Regions from separate parts of the Drosophila melanogaster genome. Here region 2 is linked to region 1. Evidence: chromatin contacts called from public targeted proximity ligation data. All regions are on one chromosome and are shown on one strand. The core of a region is the stretch at or near the end of the contact, and the rest is flanking DNA. Distances in the headings are between cores, read along the strand shown.

What was found.
Region 2: a contact with region 1 is called in a targeted proximity ligation map of the Kc167 cell line, with 7 times the contacts expected there. A contact is called at or near these places in 59 of 107 Hi-C or Micro-C datasets (the Clone 8 cell line, the D17-c3 cell line, the Kc167 cell line and 20 more) and 4 of 7 datasets of targeted methods (the Kc167 cell line and the S2 cell line).

Annotation. Positions count from the first base shown.
Region 1 is chr3R:26,260,199-26,265,152 of dm6, forward strand. It overlaps CG6154, which reads left to right and starts at 2,464. Exons shown (of 8, transcript NM_143214.2): 1 at 2,464-2,788. Ald1 (Aldolase 1) reads right to left here and starts at 1,393. Exons shown (of 4, transcript NM_170262.2): 1 at 1,138-1,393. It also overlaps asRNA:CR44321.
Region 2 is chr3R:26,315,795-26,320,840 of dm6, forward strand. It overlaps osy (oskyddad), which reads left to right and starts at 2,561. Exons shown (of 9, transcript NM_001300613.1): 1 at 2,561-3,179.

The DNA.
Region 1 (4,954 bases), core at 1,214-3,713:
AACATGGGTGGTAATAATTGTATACTTGTCTGAAAATAGGAAACTTCGAGCACTCCCATACTTCTATCTATGCCCTTATTATGTGACCCCAAAAACTTTGTTGTGGTAACTGTTTACTAGATAAGCCAATGTACCTTATCTAGTCTTATTTCATCGATTAGCTTATACTTTACAATGAGAATGTATACCTATAATTCCATTATATTCATTATAAAATTTCCCAAAGCTTGATATAAACGATCAAAGGAACATAAATTGGTTGTTTTAAATGTTCAAAACTCTTCTTAAAAATCCTAATCAGGTTGATCTTGAAAGGAAGTCCTTTGGAGTACCAAAACTTGTTTTCTGTAGGTTTCAAAACAACCCTTAAACTTCTGCCCCTCTTTTCTCATGTACTCTCTACAAACTATCGGTAAAATGTTTGCTCTCCTTCATTCACTGAAATCTCAATTAAATGGTAGGTATAAAATGCAATAGACAAAAGCATATTGCGTCTATCATGAGAAGACGTCAACAATCTGATGAATTTACGATGACGTTGGCTAATTGAAGTCTAAGCGAGAGAGCGATGGGAAAGTATACATATGTATATCGCGATGTATAGTACATACATTTAACATTTGCGCCAACTATTTATAAAGAAAAACCGCAGCGGCGACTACAAATTGCAGTTGAAAGCCTGCCAACAAGCAAATGAACTCGAATGAAAGAGCGGATGAAAAGTAAGAGAGCCGGTTGAGCCGGTAGAGAAAACTACTACTCACGAAAGTGAGCCAAAAGTCACCCGATAAGGCTTCTTATCGCCTGCAGTTCGCGTAGCCCCCCCACTCCTTCAACCGCGGTGCATAGGTCAACAACACTCGAGAGCCTCGAGGTTCTAGAACTTGTCATAAAAGTGGCGAGCACGCGGAAATGGTAAGATTAGAGAATAATTAAACTATATTCGAATACGCACTCACTAACACTAACACGCCTACAGATTCGCTGCTGCTCTGTAGATTTGGATTACGAAACACCCAGAGAAATGGGAACGATTACGCGACTTTTCAACTGCACTGCCGCCAATGGGGGGAAAAATATCTGAATTTTTTTTAAGGGGCTCAGGGGTTCTGTTCACTGCGTATGACGCCCACTCACCGAACTGGAAACTGAATCTGGGATGTGGTGATTAGCTGCTGGCTACTGGCTGGGTCCGCTGCTGCTGCTGCACTGGAGGAGAGCGGTTAACGCTTTTATTTTCGGCCCGTGTCGCTGCTACTGCCGCTGCCGATGCCTCTGCTACCGCTGACTGCGGCGTCAACGTGAAATTCCAAAGCGAAATAAGCGAGACATGCCGAGCGAGACCCCAAAAGGTTGTTTGGAGGTCGTCGCCGACGGTGTTGGGCAACCGACTGAGCCAAGCGCTTTAAATTCCCAGATCCCCAAACGAAAGGTATCCAAAATAAAGCTCATTCTGGGAGCTTTTAGTGGGGGATGGAACCTAACAGATAAGCTGTAAAACTTATTAGACAGCTTTGAGAAGCTTTAGCTTTCGTTTGGGCGGTAAAAATTTAAATGAAATGTGCTCAAAGCGTATTAACATAATAAATAATTTATCTTAAGATCTCAAACACTATACGATATATATTGAAATAGTATTGAAATGTTAAAAACAATAAAGTGCCACAAACTTAATGTCGCGTCTTGCTGGATATAGTCATCCCAAATCATCCTCATCAAGTGAACTATATGTCTTGCCAAGCTTTCTTGCCCAAAACTATAAAAAAGCATTAAAAATGAAGTGTTATCTTTGCAAGTATTTGTATCTTTTAACCTGTCAACAACATTTCCTATTCTACTTATGCATTGAAAAGAGGGTAGAATAATTAATTTGGTGTATTTTAACCTTAATTACGAGCGACCTGCTTTACTTGGGGCGGTCAATGAATTTTTCGTGACCATCAGCATCAGGCGCTCCAGCGGCAGCGCAACAAAAACGAGGGGTGCCAGAAGCAGCAGCTAGGATAAGCGACTTTCACGCCATGCCTGACCTCCTGCAATGTTAAAGGACTCAACCCCCTGGCACTGGAAACAGCTGATTGAGAGCGCAAACTTTGAGAAAATATCCCCCTATTCTGCCATACAATCTGTTCGAGCGAAAGAGAAAATCGTTTCGCTCTTTAAAATGTCCTAATATGACTTTGGCACAGTTTTCTGAATGAAAAGAATGACTGTGGAACGGGTTATAACATTTAAAGGATTTTAGATATTTCATAGACTATCTATGCTTAGGTTTCTTTAGTTAAAGTGATACAGTTGCTAGATATATATGAAATAATATGCTTACCTAATGAAGGAACCTTAGCCACAGTGCTCTTCATTGTCCTCGCTCTCTTTGTGCCTCGTGGCTTCGTCCTTCGTCCTGTTTCGGTTCTCGTGCCTGCCTCACTCGCTTCCCATTTTCGTTTGGGGATTCTGGTTCAGTTTTCAGTTCGAATTCGTGCGTCGGTCGGTCGAGTTGTGTGCCAAACGCTCGGCACCTGTCGCCCAACACGTGTTGCGTTCCACTTGCGCTGCGCGTCTCCTTCGCACACCCGCGTACACCGCGGCGTATACGCTACGTACTGTGGTGCAGCCAAAGCGAAATAATTTCTGATTATTCTAGTTATGTGAACCGAAAGTGGAGTGCATAAGAGTCTGAAATTCAAGCACCAGCTGTGTTTTAACTCATATTAAATTAAAGAGGAGATACGAAAAAGAGGAGTGAATTTGTGGTTCAGAAGAATGATAAATTGTTTTCCCAGTTTTGGTAAGAAACGATTTGGTTCGATTTGGTATACTCATTAAAAGTTGATGTAGATCAGATTATAAAGTATCTTTCAAAAAACTACAGAAAAATGTTCATTTCTAAAACTAATATTGATGGAACCCTTTTTTTTGCTTTACAATAAATGGCAAGATTAAAGATTAGGGCAAAATAGCTAGAAAAGTTTTTGATCAACTATAGTTAGGTTATACTATATTTCTATTTATCTAGTCTTTTTGTTAAAGGACATTTGAAATAGTTTTTTCTTAAATTCCATTTTTCTTCTTATAAGAGTTCACGAAAACCAAAAGAATGTGTGCAACAAAGAATGCAAAATAGTTTTCCCGGGGCTTGCTGAGTATTCAGCATACATACCAATATGGGTTTCGTATGCAGATTTCTGCCAGCCAGAGTCATAATATTGAGCAATTGATGAGAGCGCGTTTAGCTTGGCTTTGTGGCACTTGGCTCATTAATATGCGGAAGGCGACACAAAACACTCCCCCACGCCTCCACCCACACATATACAAACACACGCACACACACACAGGGAAAAGCCTCCCCTTCCCTAAACTTGTGTCTGTGTTTTGTCTCGTCCTCATCTGCATTTGCCCAAAATGAGAATGAGTATCCCATAACCGACTGAACAGCATCCTGCTTGCTGATGATAATGTTGATTCCTGCCTTCCGCAACAATTTGCTTTGAACCTAATCCGCCCCTTTTTCTGCCACGCCCCAGTAGCTATAGCTTAACCAAAATTCGAAATTCATACCAGTCTCCGGCTCACATTTCACTAGCTTTTGTTGCGGCATTTATAAATGCTTGTTACCTTTTCCTCTTTTCATTTTTAGTCTTGGTCGGAACAAAGTGTTTATGGTCTCTGGCAGTTTGAATTTTGTATCTTTGTTCAGGAATCCCTCTTGAAATGATACAAATTGCGTTTTCCTATTATTCGTCAGCCTAGATTTGCAAAGCTATTTGGAGATTGAGTTCAATTAAATAGAGAACGTCATTCAATGGAGCAGTATCCGATATGAAATGAAAATGTAGGCATTGCAAACTAATTACTTTTTACTCGATGGGTAAACATTTTTGATTGAAAAATTGTGGATAAAATCTTAAGCATACAAATTCCCAAAAATAGATGTTTCTATTCGAGAATACATATATTGGCTTGTTAGTTTTAAAAACAAATTCAATCGGATGACAACTTAAATGTCTGTACTAAAAAATACTATGTGCGAGTGCTATGTCCAGCATGTTTAAAACAAAAACTGCTCAATAATTTGACATCTGCTAGGCCATTTTTTCTCAAATTTCTTATGGTATTTCGCAACATATGTCGTTTTATTTTGGGTCAACCAATTCTTTTGAGGGATTCATTTGTTTCTTACGCGTGCAATTGGCCTCCACTCGAGCCTAAATTATGCATACAAAAAAAGGGAAATAAAAACAATAAAGGGGTGACCTGAAGGCGAAGGTCGAGGCAAATCAAACAAATGGCAAGAAACATGAAAATGTTGTAAAATAATTTCAATTCATTCTTAGGCCATTCCGCATGCCCCTAGGTTGGTTGTCATTCCATTGGCATTTGTGCGGTTTGCTCTTGCCGCTTTTCCGGTCCTCGGAAAAATCCCATTCAATTTTTGTGTTCAGTTTCGCTTGTTTGCGGACAAACAAGAATGAGCGAACAAACAACGATAGAAGCACAATACACCGACACATGTATGGGACATCCTTGTTAAAGTTTGATTTGAGCCCTTTGTATTTCTAATGTTATTTTATTTCGCCATATGGGTCCCGTTTCTTTTAATTTATGTATATATCTACTATATGCATATGCATTGTAAAAAAGTTTATATTTTCGAATGTTTAGGCATGGTGCTCTTGTATGTTATATATATGTATATCAAGAATAGCATATCATAGGTATTAGCTTATGAAAGTAGATATTTTTGGTATGTAAAATTTGTAAATCTACCTTAATTAATCATAACAAGCTAGCTCATATTGCGCACGTATGTTAACATAAATACTCCTGCTCAACGTTTTGGAAAATAATCTTCTAGGAATTAATTTGGGTTTGTTCGCCACCCACTTAGGGAATTTGTCTGGTCATGCGATCAGCTGCTATTACCAAGACTTTTAATGATACGTTTTATTATCCT
Region 2 (5,046 bases), core at 1,311-3,810, 56 kb after region 1:
CAACTCCACTCAAACTTGACCCAGTCTGTGGCCGAGTTTTCTAGTAGCATCTAGGCAGTGTTACCTGTTGCCAGAGCGAGAGGGAAAATGGACCTTAAGTCATTTGCAACTCGCTTTTCTATGGTTTTTCCTTTTCACTTTTCGCTTTTCCTTTCCTTTCTCTCTCTTAAATCTGGGCAAACGACATTCATAATTTTTATTTACTTTCCTTCTCTCATTTTCGTTTCGCTCTTGGTTTTTCTTATTGCATTTTTATGCCCGCTCCCTCGGCGACATGGCGCGTACCACATTTCGTATACTTAATGAGATTTTTCGCAGACATATTTGCAATTTGGTAAGACCAGTGAGTAAAAGTTGGAACCGCAAAATATTCCATCCCTTTGCCGCCGTCTTTGGTTCAATTTGAAAGTTTCCCTCCAGTTAAACCCAGGAGCAACAAAAACTAATTACAATCTCAAGTTGTTTTTTCAACACTCGGCCAACTTAAAGCTAAATGTTGGTTGGGCTACAAAAAGTATAAAATGAAAATTATATTAAACAGTGCCGCTGCCTGCAGTCGCGGAGCCAGTTTAATTTTAGTTTTTCCAACTATTTCTCCTTTGCTGCTTATTCTTATTCGTATCCTTATTGCTGTTTTGTTTGTGCTTTTAACTTGGCACTTTGTGCGCGAATTTATTCTTTCTTTTGCCCGCTGCAAATTGCACCTCTGTGATTATGGCCACTTGGCATCGTCTTCGCTGGGGTTTAGCTACGGCATTTGGCCATTTAAGAGGTGTTCCCGGGATGGTGGCTCTAATGACATTCTTTCCCCCAGCGATGTGCACTAGACACTGTTCATTAGGAGCCATGCCCGCTCGTTGGGCACGAACCCAAGACAACTTTAGCCAATTCGCGATTGGCCGGAGAAAGAGCAGCTGCCGGGATTCCAGATGGATCCTCGGCGTAAGACGGCACCGGAACATCCTTCAAAACTTGCAGCTAATCTCTGCCAGCAGTCCGGCGAGCGTCTCCCCATGGGCAAGTCCAATTCCAAACTCCGTTGGGTGCCTGTGCCCTGGGAAAGCTGTCAATACACGTCTAAAAATTAACTGATTATTTAACTTAAATGTAATATGTCCTGCAATACTTTTACAAATTAAAGAATATCAATTTTGGGTTGTCGAAAAGAATCTTCTACATTACCAAAAATTTTTGTAAGCATTTAATTATAATTTTTCGGCTTCATTCAATTTTTAGACGTGCAGTTCCCACTTAAATAGTGTTGCGTCATTATTCAAAATGTCAATGTCATTTCAGTTTCTTGTGCTCTCTGGCGGGCTCCTTTCTCGCTCAGTGACACTGCAGACTCGTTTTTTGGTGGCTGAAGTCTCAACTCACTGCACTGACAGCTGATGATTTTGGAAGGATAATAGAGGGGTGTCCTCCCGAGATGCCCCGGCGTTTTGTCATGCTTAACTGCCGCTGCTTTTGAGGCCTTCTGACAGTCCCCCCAGTTTAAAGTTTCATCGAAACTGTGAACAATGGTGGCTGGGCTGTGGATTCCAGTGCCATTTTCTGGCCTGCCTTAAATCATAAGCTCAATATTAGCTTTTCCGGTTATTTCAGCCACTTGTGTCCCTTTTCGTATTTACTTGCTATTTGCCGAGTGGTCCGCAATGGCCATCAATTTATTTAACAAATGACAAACGCTTTGCAAATCAAACAACAATAACTAATAGACAGTTTGTTTGCCGTCCGTTTGTCCGTTTATTTTTTGTTGTTCCAGTTATTTAGGTCCCGAGGGCCGCTTATCTTTGAGTCCAGGCCCGAACAAAAAGGCCGCGTGTGGGATCTGGCGTTTCAATCAGACAACCGCAATAATGCACCATCGAAAATAAGCGATATAAATGTGTGTGTCTAAAATACGTTTGCATTATAGCTAATAACCGATTTGCGTGCCCAACGAACATAAGCCAACTCTGAGGTCGGAGGTCGCATTTGGCCGACGGCATTGTTGCTGCTATTATCGCTCGGGCCTTGTGTGTTTTTGTTACGGCACAATGCACCATACATGATAATCTTTTATTAAGTTTTCGTATGGGCAAGTCCTTTCAGCAGGCTAGTTGCACAAGTGAAATTGTTATTTAAGTTATTAAACTTACTAAATACAAAATAAATATTTTTTTAAAAAAGAATTGTTGATTTTTTGTATATCAAAAAGAGAAAGCTAAAATATATAATTTTTATTTATAATATAGCAAGGACATGAACCACGACGCATTGTGCATTGAACGATCAAAGCTCAATTCCCAAAATGATCTGCTGTAAGCTTAGCTTAGCAAAGACTTCCACCGTGACCCAGATCTGTTCCCACCTGTGCTAGTCAAGTGGGTAGAGTTTCGGCCACAGAAGTCCAAGCACTCCACTTACTATTTTTGATCTTTTAGACGCGTCGTTTAGACGGCTTCATAAACGCGGCTATAAACAAGAGACGTCGCTGCCGACGCCGCTGTCGATAAGGCCGATGCTATTTTCGAATTGGGCGATCTGTCAGCGCTACGAAGTCGGTTTTGTTGAGTTGATCAGTTGAATTCACGTCGTCGGCGAGTCGAGAAGCAAAACGCGGAAACGCTTGAGCAAACAAAGCCGAGAACCTGAGCTGAGTGTTAAGATACTTTTAGTGTGGCTTTGCGCGCGGATTTTTCGCGTTGACATAAACCAGAGCACTTTGCAGATCGTAGTTTCTTGCAAGCGTTGTGAATGAGCCAATTTTAGCGGCGATTATTGTGCAGTGCAGCTTTCAAATCCATCTCAGTGTGGTAATTTTTCAGTTGGCTAATTGTGCAAGTAAAACAAAAATTGAAAACAACAACCACGCTTCGTCTAGTCGGCAGTAGTATCTGTGTACGTTTCGGTGTATCTGTATCTGTGTCCGCTCAATCTTTGCTCAATCGCAATCTTTGGGCATTGCCAAAACAGGTTAACTAAAAGCAAACGTGTTCTTTACGTTTCTGTTGACTTTTGCCAGCCGCAAAGCCAAAAGTTAGTCAGCAAAAAATAACAAAACAACAAAAATAAAGGGGGAAAATACAAATTACGAGGAAAATCAATAACAGACTGTTGCCACAGTTCCTGCAATTCGTGGTTTCTCGCCGGAATAAAAGCAGCTGCGGTCCATTTAAGAACTTCAAGGAGCACAGGTAACCGCAGGCCATTGGCCTCCTTCACATTAAAATGCCAAGGGCTGCTGTGGATGCTGAGGGGATTTCCCACTCAACCAGCTCAAGGATGCCCAGATAATGCAGGGCTTCGCATTCCCAAAAGAAAAAACCATTCAGTAAAAACACCAGCTTCGTCAACGACCTGCTCCAATTCGATTTATGCAGCCCAAGGTCAACAGCAACGGCTTTAAAATGCAAACTCAGGCGAAGTTGAATCTCCAAATGAATGCTTCTGCTTTTGCTGCTGCCTTTGTTGCCGCGACTTTTGTCTCGCGTTTTTTGAACTTTTCAGTTTCGGACGACTTTTGTCGAGGCGGTGTAAAGATGTAGCAAATGACTTAAGGTTAAAGCACAGAGAAACCATGTTTAAGAACTACACTTTAAGTGATTTTTTTTTTGGTTTTTAAGTGATATTTGGATGTTACTTTATCTAATACTTTATTTGACTAAACAATTAAATAAATATTTATTGGCAATATATGTAGGTTTTTAAAGAAAAGGTCTGGTTGTAAATTTAGAGTACTTCTGCATATCAGCTGTCCTTCTGCGAAGGGCTCATAACTCTGGCTCTTTAACAGCCGTTTGTAATTATTTAATTTGCTGACTGCAACCAGGCACTTAACCTTTCCAAAATTTACACACAAACCGCAACAATGAGCGTTGCCGCAAGAACAACAACAATAATCGAGGTGACCGCGTTACTTGGTACAATTAAAACCGCAAAACTCGACTCGTTAGGTAACTTTGACCTGCTCAGCAAAAAAAAATTAGTTTTAAACAACTAAAAGCAGAAAGGTTACGATGCACCCACTAAGTTAAACGATTACATTTAAAGAGAAGCGCCCAAAAAAGGAACCCATTAAGCTCTGACTAATTTTTAGATGATGGTTTAACTAATGAAAAATTATTAAATTAATGTTGGTCAAGGCGTGTGCTCATATTAATTATTTCACATGAGTTGCGCAAAACTGGAAATCAAGTGACTAACACTTTTAAAATTTTTGCCAGGAAATCCATAAAGCCGATGAGGAGTATGTAGATCCGCGCAAGAGGTTCTTAAGATCTTGCAAGTCAGAATGAACGACACGAAACTCGCTTTTCGCATTTTATTAAAAATGAACTTAGTCCACAACAACTCAATCAACAATGACTGCCCACCGTCTTTGTTGGAGCATGAGTAATAAATTTCGCATTCATCAGCTGCCAATTCTATTAGCGGAAATTAAATAAAACTTTTCGGGTCATTTTTTCGCTAAATTGAAATAATTCTGCTTAAATTGCTAATTGTTTTGACCAAAAATTCTAATTAGTGCATCCGTGTTCAATTTGAAGCACTCGTTAGCTGCCGATTGCCGACGGCAATAAATTGCATTTACCATTTCGGCACTTGTTTGGGACTTTTTAAAGTGCAATTAACGCCAAGCCACTGCACAATTATTTATTTATACATTGCATGTTTTTTTTTATATCACTTTTCCATTTGTCGAGCTTTGACAACTCTTAACTGTGGGAAGTGGGCCTTTATTGAGTTTGTCAAGGCGCATCGTCGTTTTGGCCATTTGTTACATTTGCATTCCAGCCAGCGGATGCACATGTAATGGCAATTGATTTACAATCTATGCGAATCAATATAAGCCGAGTAGCAAAAAAATTATAGGCATATACGTGGGTATGTGTGTATATAATTATTCAATTAAACGACCACACAGCGAGCCAAAGGTAACCGCCAATAAAAGTATTCGCTCAAATACAAATAAATATATTTTCCTTTTTTGTACGATTTTCCGGCGTGAGACATGGCTCCACGAATGCAATCAAAGTCGAACTTTATGGACACGAAAAAAAA